3 separate regions of the Rattus norvegicus genome follow, and regions 1 and 2 are each linked to region 3. The links are chromatin contacts, called in public Hi-C maps. All regions are on one chromosome and are shown on one strand. The core of a region is the stretch at or near the end of the contact, and the rest is flanking DNA. Distances in the headings are between cores, read along the strand shown. Region 1 holds the start of Adsl (adenylosuccinate lyase). Region 2 overlaps Tnrc6b (trinucleotide repeat containing adaptor 6B). Region 3 holds the start of Tnrc6b (trinucleotide repeat containing adaptor 6B).

Evidence for each region. Hi-C and Micro-C count contacts between places; a contact is called where the count stands out from the background.
Region 1: a Hi-C map of liver shows a contact between it and region 3, with 3 times the contacts expected there. The contact joins the promoter of Adsl here to the promoter of Tnrc6b in region 3. A contact is called at or near these places in 8 of 12 Hi-C or Micro-C datasets (the A7r5 cell line, the Rat2 cell line, Schwann cells and 5 more) and 1 of 1 datasets of contacts at active chromatin or transcription factors (oligodendrocytes).
Region 2: a contact with region 3 is called in a Hi-C map of liver, with 2.6 times the contacts expected there. The contact joins the enhancer-like site here to the promoter of Tnrc6b in region 3. A contact is called at or near these places in 7 of 12 Hi-C or Micro-C datasets (Schwann cells, frontal cortex, hepatocytes and 3 more).

What each region holds. Positions count from the first base shown.
Region 1 is chr7:114,358,154-114,361,369 of GRCr8, reverse strand. It overlaps Adsl (adenylosuccinate lyase), which reads right to left and starts at 1,930. Exons shown (of 13, transcript NM_001130503.1): 1 at 1,737-1,930. The coding sequence starts at 1,889.
Region 2 is chr7:114,289,387-114,292,701 of GRCr8, reverse strand. It overlaps Tnrc6b (trinucleotide repeat containing adaptor 6B), which reads right to left. Exons shown (of 25, transcript NM_138845.4): 7 at 1,623-1,964. Among named protein-coding and RNA genes, the nearest start is that of Adsl, 68 kb to the left of the region's middle. Within about 2 kb of position 1,476, at least 8 of the 93 cell types and tissues checked have an H3K27ac peak or open chromatin away from gene starts, as enhancers often do.
Region 3 is chr7:114,130,851-114,134,164 of GRCr8, reverse strand. It overlaps Tnrc6b (trinucleotide repeat containing adaptor 6B), which reads right to left and starts at 1,591. Exons shown (of 25, transcript NM_138845.4): 1 at 1,392-1,591.

The sequences.
Region 1 (3,216 bases), core at 681-3,180, 230 kb before region 3:
ACACAGGCAGGGCGGGCTGTCACACAGTGTGTGTGTGGTATGTGTGGTGTATGTGTGTGTGTGTGTGTGTGTGTGTGTGTGTGTGTGGTGTGTGTGTGTGTCTTTCACATAAGTGCAGGTTCCAGTAGAGTCTAGAAAAGAATGTTGGATCCTCTGGAGCTGGTATTAGGTGGAGGACTGACACGGGTGCTGGAAACCCAGGTCCTCTGCAGGAGCGACACAAGTGCTTACCTGCTGTGCTGTGCCACCCCTCCAGCACCACCTTTTCTTTTAAATTAGGAACACACATGCAATGTATATACATGTTTAAGGACTATTAGACTACTGGAAAAGGCCTTAAAGCATTGCCTGGGCCAGAGGGCACAAGAGAAATGTCTGCTGCCACCCTGCTGTATGGAAGCCATGGAGGGGTTGGGCAGGGAATGCAGGATGAAGGTTGGATTCACAGGCACTGAGCTCTTTGTGAACACACTAACCTGCTCTGAAACCTGAGAATCGTTACAGCTCTCTGGATCACTCACGGCTTTGTTCAACCTCTCTGGGAAGCCTCTTTCCCAAAATCACTTAAAAAATACTGAACCGAAGGCCCTGGGTTCGGTCCCCCAGCTCCGAAAAAAAGAAAAGAAAAAAAAAAAATACTGAACGGAACAACTGTTCATGCTGCCCCTGTAAGACAAAATACTAATGTGGCTGTGGTGTTGAACCCTTTGATCCTAGTACTTGGGAGGTATAGGCAGGCTGATTTCTGTGAGTTTGAGACTAACCATAGGCTAGCCACAGCTACACAGTGAGACACTTCCTCAAAAAACACAAGCCAGCAAAACCCCTCCCCCCTCAAATCAAATCACCACAATTAACACCCCACAACTCATGTACCTTCTGTAATGAACACTTGCCCAGATCCTCCCTTCTCATAGCAAAATTTATACAGAAATAGTGGCTCAGAAATAGATTCCAATGCTGTCATTAGCTTTAAAGGCACCAAGGAAAACAAAGTGACCAAAGACTCAGCTCAGGTTCTAGAATGAATCTAGGTTCAAATCCCAGCTCTGCTGTCAAGTGCTAGCTGGGTAACCTAGGGCAAGCCTTGATCCTTACAAACTTTGTTTTGTCCTCCGGAAAGAAGAAAATTCAGGGACTGGAGAGATGGCTTAGTGGTTAAATGCACTTACAGAGGACCCAGGTTTAGTTCCCAGGACCCACATGGCACCTTAAGACAAGTTGTTAACTAGCTCCCTCTCCTGACAATGTCTGCTGGCACCAGATATGAGTGGTGAACGTGCGTACATACAGGCAAAGCACTTAAACGCAAAAAATAAAAATAAGTATATCTTCTTTTAAAACTGTGCGAAAATCACCATTAAGTTTACAACTTACTTATAAAAAGAATGTACTTGTTTTGTGTGTATGTGTGTGTGTGTGTGTGTGCGCGCGCGCGCGCGTGTATGTGTGAGCGCATAAAGTCGGAGAACAACTAATGGGAATCAGGTATGCCTCACTCAACATGTTGCCCCAGGGCTCGAACTCAAGTCTGATGGCTAGGCGGCAGGCGCCTTGGCCCCTGCCTGCGAGGTATAAATAGCATTCCACTTGAAATGCGCTGTGGAAGGACGCAAACTCCCATAGCCTTGCCCAAATTGAAGTCCTCCAAAGGATGTGCCGGTCTCTAGGACCTGGCCGAGGCAACAGGTGCTCGGGCCATGACCTCGGTCGAGACAAGGGGCCCGGCCAGTTACCTGTTCGGCCTCCGCCAGCCACAGCCACAGCTGCCGCCACGTCTGGAACTTGTACCTGTCGCTGAACAAGAAGCACATTTCATGGCTGGCGTAGCGAGCCGCCAGCGGAGAACGGTAGCTTTCAGCACAGGCAGGGTCCCCGGATGCAGCCATTTTCAACACGCGACTCAGCTACGGCGGACTTCAGTAGCGGGCCCAAAAGCGGAAGCCCAGCGTGCATGGGGCGGGACTTCCTCCTTTGGCCCCGCCCCGCGGGTAATGCTACCCTGGAGGGTGGAGGTAGTTCACGTTTGGCTCGTCCTTTCTGAGGGTCAACGCTTTTCTCTTGGTTTCAGCGAGGTACGGTTAAAGCTTCTTAAATCTCTGTCCAACGCCGTGCCTCCTCGATTTTTCCATCTGAGGAACGCACATTAAGACCCGCGTTTAACCCAGAAAGGAAAGTTCCAGAGGCCAGTCGTAGGGACGCCAGGAAGGAGCCCTAGTGGACACTCGGAGTACTTCCGTCCCGCAGGAGCCAGGCTCAGCAGGAGACTGAAACTCTTAAACTGCTTGCTGGTTCCGAGCTCAGAAAGCAGCCTGTCAGAATTACTCCACGCATGATCGCTCGAGAACAAATCAAACCAAGAATTCAAAATTTCCGTGGCAGAATAAAACTGAAATAGCATACATCTTTTAAAAAAGAACTAATAAGTTAAATTTCGATTGGCTTCTATATTTGCACCAGGAAAGGACTAAGCAAGCTAAATTGATTTAAAGCAGAAAACAAACAACAAAACAAAAAGCAAAATAAGAACAAAAAGGATCTGCCTTCAAGAGTGTTCTCCAAGGGATTGCAGCAGCACGTGTAGGATCCTTAAAATGCACCTTGTTAGAAAGTGTCATGACTAACACTTTATATAGTAATTAGATACAAATGCTAGGAATAAAAAGTATGTGGAAAAAGAGTAAATAAAAAATAAGAATGTGGGGGCTGGAGAGATGGCTCAGCGGTTAAGAGCACCCAACTGCTCTTCCAGAGGTCATGAGTTCAATTCCCAGCAACCACATGGTGGCTCACAACCATCTGTAAAGAGATCTGATGCCCTCTTCTGGTGTGTCTGAAGACAGCTACAGTGTACTTATATATAATAAATAAATAAATTAAAAAAAAAAATAAGAATGTGGGCTGGAGAGATGGCTCAGCGGTTAAGAGCACTGACTGCTCTTCCAGAGGTCCTGAGTTCAATTCCCAGCAACCACATGGTGGCTCACAACCATCTGTAATGAGATCTGGTGCCTTCTTCTGGTGTGTCTGAAAACAGCTACAGTGTAAAATTTAAAAAAAAAAAAAAAGAAAGAAAGAAAAGAAAAAAAAGAATGAAAAAGTGAAAGGTTGTTTTGGGGAGCCAGGCATGGCAGAACCCGTTTGTAAACCCAGCACTTGGGAGATGCAGGCAGGATCAGGAGTTCAGTCATCCTCAGCTATGTAGTTAAGACCCAC
Region 2 (3,315 bases), core at 227-2,726, 160 kb before region 3:
AAAATGCAGCAAACCTTAAATGTGCTGTGATCTTTAACCTATCCTAACACCCCACCCCTTTGGTTCTATTACTGCTCTCTGAGAGCGTTCAACAATTCCTTAGTGCACAGAAAAGCAAAAGCTGCTAGTTGGTTTCATTAAGATGTTCTATGATCTAAGGCCCACCAGTCTTTCCAGTTGTATCTTTTATAACCTACAAAGATGTCTACAGTTTTACTCTGGGCACCATTTTAGGCTGGCATCTACTGTTTTTCTCCTCCCAAGGCCACACAGTGAAATTTATTCATCTTTTTAGACATACTTCAAGTGCCACTTTATCTATGAAGCAACTTCTGAGCTTGTCACCTGAAAAATCTTGTCTCTAGCAAGAGCCATTTTTCTCAGTGTGGTGTGTGTTCACATCCTTCCTTTCCCACACTGGCCTTTTCACTGAGAGCCTATCTTGCTAATGTATGAATTCCACACACATTCTGCTCAGTAAGCCTTCTCTGAATGATGAGTGCCCCTTAGCTAGCTTTGAAGAAATGGGAGTGTGCGACAGACATGTTCAGACTCCCAAAGGGATTAAGTCTGATAAATCAGTACTGCACAGCATATAGCTCAACAGAAAGTACTAGCATACCTAGTGTGTATGAGGGGGAAATAATGTGTTTTAATAATTTTTTTCTAATTTTTCCATTAAAACAAATTAAAAACAACATATATAAAACGAGGAAGCACAGAATCTTAACACCTCGAGACTATGCTGGTCTTGCCTATGCTTGATGGTATTCAAAGTCTAGTTGGTTTTCTCTAAAATTTGTTTTTAGGATTATGTTTAGTTATGTGCATGTGTACTATGTGGTACATATGAAGAGGACAACTTCTGGGAGTCAGCCCTTTCTTTCCACTCTGTGGGTGGGGCCTGAAGATGAACTCAGGCCATCAAGCGTGGTGGCAACTACCTTTGCCTGTTTATCTCTATAGCTCTCAATTTTAATATAACCTAAAAAGGCACATTGTTTTTTAAAAGGGACTGGAAACTCTTCGCTACTTAAACTCTTGGTGGCATATGATCTCACAAACCTGAGGTAGGAAGATCATGGGCCTGACACCAACCTAGGCTATACCTAAGATCCTGTTTCAAAAGGCAAGACAGAAAGAACTCTCAAGACTTCTAACAAAACTCCTCAGGGAAAGATCCCTCATGTCTATATTACAATGTCTAGCATAGTTCAAAATCCAGGCTTCTAAAATTAAACACTGATTTAAAAAAAAAAAAGAAAAGAAAAACCAAGCCCTTGTTTAAAAACTATAGGATGGTATTATTATTATCATCTGGTATTCTCTGAAGATTCTATACTACAACGTAAGTCATCATTCTGGAAGCATAGAGTTCTGGAAAAGGATTTAGAAAAAGCCCCATGCAAGTCTCACTTCCTGAACACAGCCGAGGAACTACACAGTCTATGCTTTCACGCCAAGATAGCACAACCCAGCTGAGAGAACCGCCCATGCAGATCCTATGTTGGGGCCCTCACCCATCTGCTGCCCAGTACTAACTCTATATTAACAATTGATTCCAGGAAACAAACAAAGGAACGCTCTCCCGCTTTCCTGGCTTTCCTGGCGTCGTGTCTTACCTGGTGCCGTCCCACTCTCGCTCTGCAGCAGCGCTCCTGTCACTTGTGCGTTGTTGGGGTTTGCTCCAGGTGCTGTGCAGGGAGGAGGCCCCGCCCCACCCCCTAGGAGCATGCAGGACGGTGGAGGGGGCTGCCCACGTTTTAGTAACACTTTGTGGTCCTGCTGGCAACGGAATCGCGGTGGCACCTCCCGAGGCATGTAGCGGGCGGCGCTTGGCGGTTGTCCGTTCGGCACTGCCACCCTTTTGGCATTGTTGCCACCATTGACTGGTGGCGATGGAGAGCTGCCAATTGGGCTGGCGGCCGTTGGTTGGCTTAAACTTGGTTTCGTCACTTCGGGCACTGAAAGACAGGAGTTGGGGAAGTCTTCTAAATTAAATACATTTTTCTAAAATCTGTTTTAAAGAGCTTACACTTTGTTCTCAAACGATAGGCTTTTTAAAATTCCTGTAGGATGTTCACCTTACTAGGGTAGGAGTGGAGGTAGCAGGCGACACTGATAAATAATAAAAAGAGCACATCCTACTATTTAAGTGGGAGAAATTAAGCAACCGTCACTCACTGCACCAAATCCTGGAAGGTACAGTTGTAGCCAAGCACTCAGTAGCCCAGAGGACTTTCCCTTCCTCTAATTTCTTTTCTTTTCTTTTCTTTTCTTTCTTTCTTTCTTTTTTTTTTTTTTTTTGGGAGCTGGGGACCGAACCCAGGGCCTTGCGCTTGCTAGGCAAGCGCTCTACCGCTGAGCTAAATCCCCAACTCCCCTCTAATTTCTTAATAAAAAAAAAATTACATTTACCTTTTCTTTCTTTCTTTGAGACAGGTTTCTTTATGTAGCCCTGGCTGTCCTCCGACTTAGAGCTCCACCTGCCTCTGCATCCTAAGTGCTGGAATTAACGGTGTGCGCTAGCACCTGGCTCTACATTTTTGTTCCTTTTCGTTCTGTGTACACATGCTACGGTACACATGTGGAGGCCATAGAACACCCTGAGTGAGTGGCTGGTTCTATCATGTGAGTCCTCGGGCTGGAACTTAGGTTGTGAGCTCTGGCAGCTTTACTCTCTGAGCTAAAGGTTGTAGACAACCAGTCTATTTCTTTGAAGTCCTCTGTGAACTTTTTCTGAAGATCCTGACTAGGCACAAGACGCACACTTTGCCTATGATCTTACAACATAACATACTGAATTATATTTGAAGTCTCTACTTACAGACCTCTCTCTCATTGATGTTAAGTTCCTCAAGAACAGAAACCATCATTCATTCTCCTCTCCGTAGAACAGACACAGAACTGGCACCTACAGAGGCCTACAGGCCTAGAGAATCACAATATTCCACATGACTTTGGTTCCTACAGCCACCTGGTCAAAAGGTTTATCTGTGACTGTTTCAACATAACAAAAATATTAGAAATCTTTCAGCTTTTGTTTTTAAAACACGTTTTAGCTCTTCCATTGCTATAAAAAGTCAAATAGTACAGAAATGTGCACAGCAGCCATGAAATCACTACACCCAGGTGGACCTGCCGGCTCCCACCTCCACCCTGACTACAGAGGTTCTTACTCTCCACTTCCTGTCTTCATCTTAGAAAAGACCACCACTGTGTATTTCTCTTTTATAAATTCAGACTTATGATTGAACAACAGTTTTGAATACTTTCATGATAACAAAAAATCATTCCTCCCAAGAAAATCTGCCC
Region 3 (3,314 bases), core at 342-2,841:
ACTGGGCTTCTTGAATCCAGCATTCTGGAAAGAGAGGCAAGTGGTAGATCTCTGTGAGTTCCAGGCCAGCCTGGGCTACATGGTGAGCCCGTATCTCAAAAAATGAAACAAAACAAACCACACAGAAGCACGTATCATAACCCTCATCATTGCATCTCAAGTGACAAACCAGTCTGATCTGTATTCTGGATACTGGTTATCCAGTATGTGCCTACCTGTAGAGTCTACTACACTAATATCCCTCCCACTTACTACATTGATACTCACACCATACAAGTGTAAGACAACAGTCTACACGCTCTGCTCTTTACAAACCACCGCGAACACATAGTTTTAACGTCAAGAACTGAAATCTCCCACAAGCGAAGAGAAACATTTCACAAAAGGCTAGGATGTGTGATTTTTGTACAGCTTACTGCTATGTTTAACTGTGAAGGAGGTACAAATGATGTTTTATTCACGGAGTCTTGGTTGGTACTCTTTATTCAGAATCTAAGCAGCCAAAAGACACATGAGAAAGTATGGAGCTGAAAGTCTCAGACCGATGACCTGCACCCAAAACTAAGGACGGATGAGACGCTGCTGCTGTTCTTGGGTGTCGTGATAGCCACTGTAGTGAATTTCGCTGGACCAGATATTTATTTAGCCATTATGGACTAACAGATCCGTTAGTTTGAAATTAAAGGGCACCAGACCAGCAGAAGGTAGCAAACCCTTCCCAGGGCTGTTTCCAACTCTGTCATCCCTCCGCCCCTCGTCTGTTTCCTCAAGGTGAGCATCGCCTCTCTACAACCACCCCCACTCCCACCCCCACCCCCACCCCACGCAGCTCTCGCGGGATGCCTGTGGGACCCCGCCATCGGGTCCAGCACACATGCCTACATGCCCGCCGCGCGGGGACGCCGGATGCTCGCGCCCCACCGCCAGGCATTTGCAGCTCCGAGGGCCCTAGGCTACACGAAGCGCTCGGATCCTCGCCGGCCCACCCGGAAGCCCTTTCCTCGGCTCACACCTGCAGGCGCGTGACGCCGGTCTGTCCCGGCCCCAATACTTGGGACATCCCGGCCCTCACGACCGACGTGACCGTACGTCCCTCACACACCCCTCCCCCGCCTCACGTCTGCACATAGCGATCCCACAGCGCGCCCCGGGCGAGCGCCCCAGCCCGCCGCGGCCCACCCGGGTCGCGCGCGCTCCCCCCGCCCCTTCCGCCCCTCCCGCCCGGCTCGCTCCGGTCGCGCGCGCTCGCGAAGACACGCACTCGCTGCACTTAAGCGGGCCGTGCCGCGCGCCCCCGAGGACGTCCTCAGTCGCCCACCCTGGGCCGCCTCGCTCCTCCGGGCTGCTCGCGAGAAAAGAGAAGGCCCTCGCGGCCCACGGTCCTCACTCACCGCTGAGCCGCGCCGGCTCCGAGAGCGCGTCGTTCCGCTGTGGAGCCCAGCGGTGACCGCGGTCTCCGCTTCTCCGCAAGCTGTAGAGGCGACGTCGCGGGGAGGCTGAGAGGCTAGGGGGGTCACTGTCGCTCGCTTCACCTTCCCGAAGCTCGGGGACCCCAGAAACTAAAAACAAAATAAACAAACTTTCCCCTCCGCCTCCCTCCCCCAAAACCACAACACAAACACTCTGGCGCCCGCCCACAGCCCCACTCCATTGGCCGCAGGCAGGATGCCTCTAGTTTTCACTGGTTAGCTTTCGTGCCCGTCAAGTCGCTGTTCCTCCTCTCTTAAGTCCTCGCCGCTGTCGTCTCTCCTCATTGGCTAAGTGCTTCCCGTTTGCCGAACTGGGATTGGTTGAGCGGCCTGCGCCAATCATGAGGGGACACACCCCCTCAGCATCCCAGAGGCCGCTTCCTCGGTCGCGGACCCAGAGAGACGAAGGGGAAACTAGAGCATGATGGCGGCGGAGTTCGCCCAGCGCAGTCATTATCTCTTCCTTTTTTTTTTTTTTTTTTTTTTTTTAAAGCTCATTAATGCTTCTCTCAGGGACTGTTTCTCCCAAGCTCCTTTCACCACTCGAGACTGCACTAATAACGGAATCTATACGTGCAGGCTCCTTGATTTATCCCCTCCGAATTGCTGAGTGTGGGTTGGTTGTGCGTCATTGGACTGTCAGGGTGTCGCTCCCAAGTCACATCCTTAAGCTATTGGTGGAACAGCCAGAAAGCGGCTAACAACAAGGGCCCATGCTATTGGTTTGATTTCACTGTTTCCCCCCGCACCCCACCCCCGACCCCCGTCATCTTATTGGGCATTCCGGTGTTGTCCGTCAGATCCGGATTCGCCACACTACGATTAGGCTGAGAAGTGGGGCGTCTTTGGTCATTGGAAGTTGACACTGGTAACTACTATAATTTATTGTATTTTATTCCAAATACGGTGCGCAATTCTTTATAGAAACTATCTGATTAAACCCTAATTTTACAGAAAGAAAAGCCAAAAGAGGTTAAGAGACTTACCCAAGGTCACCCATTTAGAAAGAAGTTTGGGGCCATACATTGGCTCCTAGGCCTGTCTGACTCGCTTACATGCCTTAGTGTCTCAGAATAGTATCTGTCAGTCAACCCAACATCTTGAAACTGTTTCCTTCAGAACCCAAATTCCTTATTCAGCGTCTGGCAATTAGAAAGAGTGTCATTAACATTATTGGAGACTAACTTTGGAGAGATTGTAATTTTCTCCATGGTATCCCGCTCCTAGGAACCGTTCTTCCCCATTCTAAGTTCAACAATACATTTTTCCTGACAAGAAGCACACACAAGTCTATATTCTGTTTCTTGGCTTTGTAAATGGCTTTTTTTTTTTTTTTTTACCATTCTTATATGCCCAGGCAACACTCATACCCACCTCTAACCATCTTTAGCTCGCTCCTTTGGAAGAATATTCAAGAGTTTGAAATTAGGAGATATTAAGTCTAGAGTGAGATAAAGAGTAAATCCCTTTAGAAATAATTGATTGTGTGCAAACAGAACAGTCCTCTGCCTCCTGGAAAGCTTCCAGAAGCTGCTGATGTCGAGCAAGCCATGTGTGTGCTCCTGGCTTCTGGCCACTGGATTCTTTCTCTGTGACAGCTTTAAAGGAAATGAATCCACATTTCAGCCAGGGGAGGGCAGGATGCTTTGGACCCACTACCAGAGTGCCTCAGCCTCCAGCCTCTGGGACTGAAATGATCTCCAGGAACCTACTGCTGAACTCTAACCCACATCTGGGTATATTAGCATTTTACCATCCCAGATCCCTATTCCTTGTAGCCGAGGCAGTTCATGGTGTTTCCCTTCCCTATCCACGCTGTTGTGTAATCTCACTGGCACTGCTTTA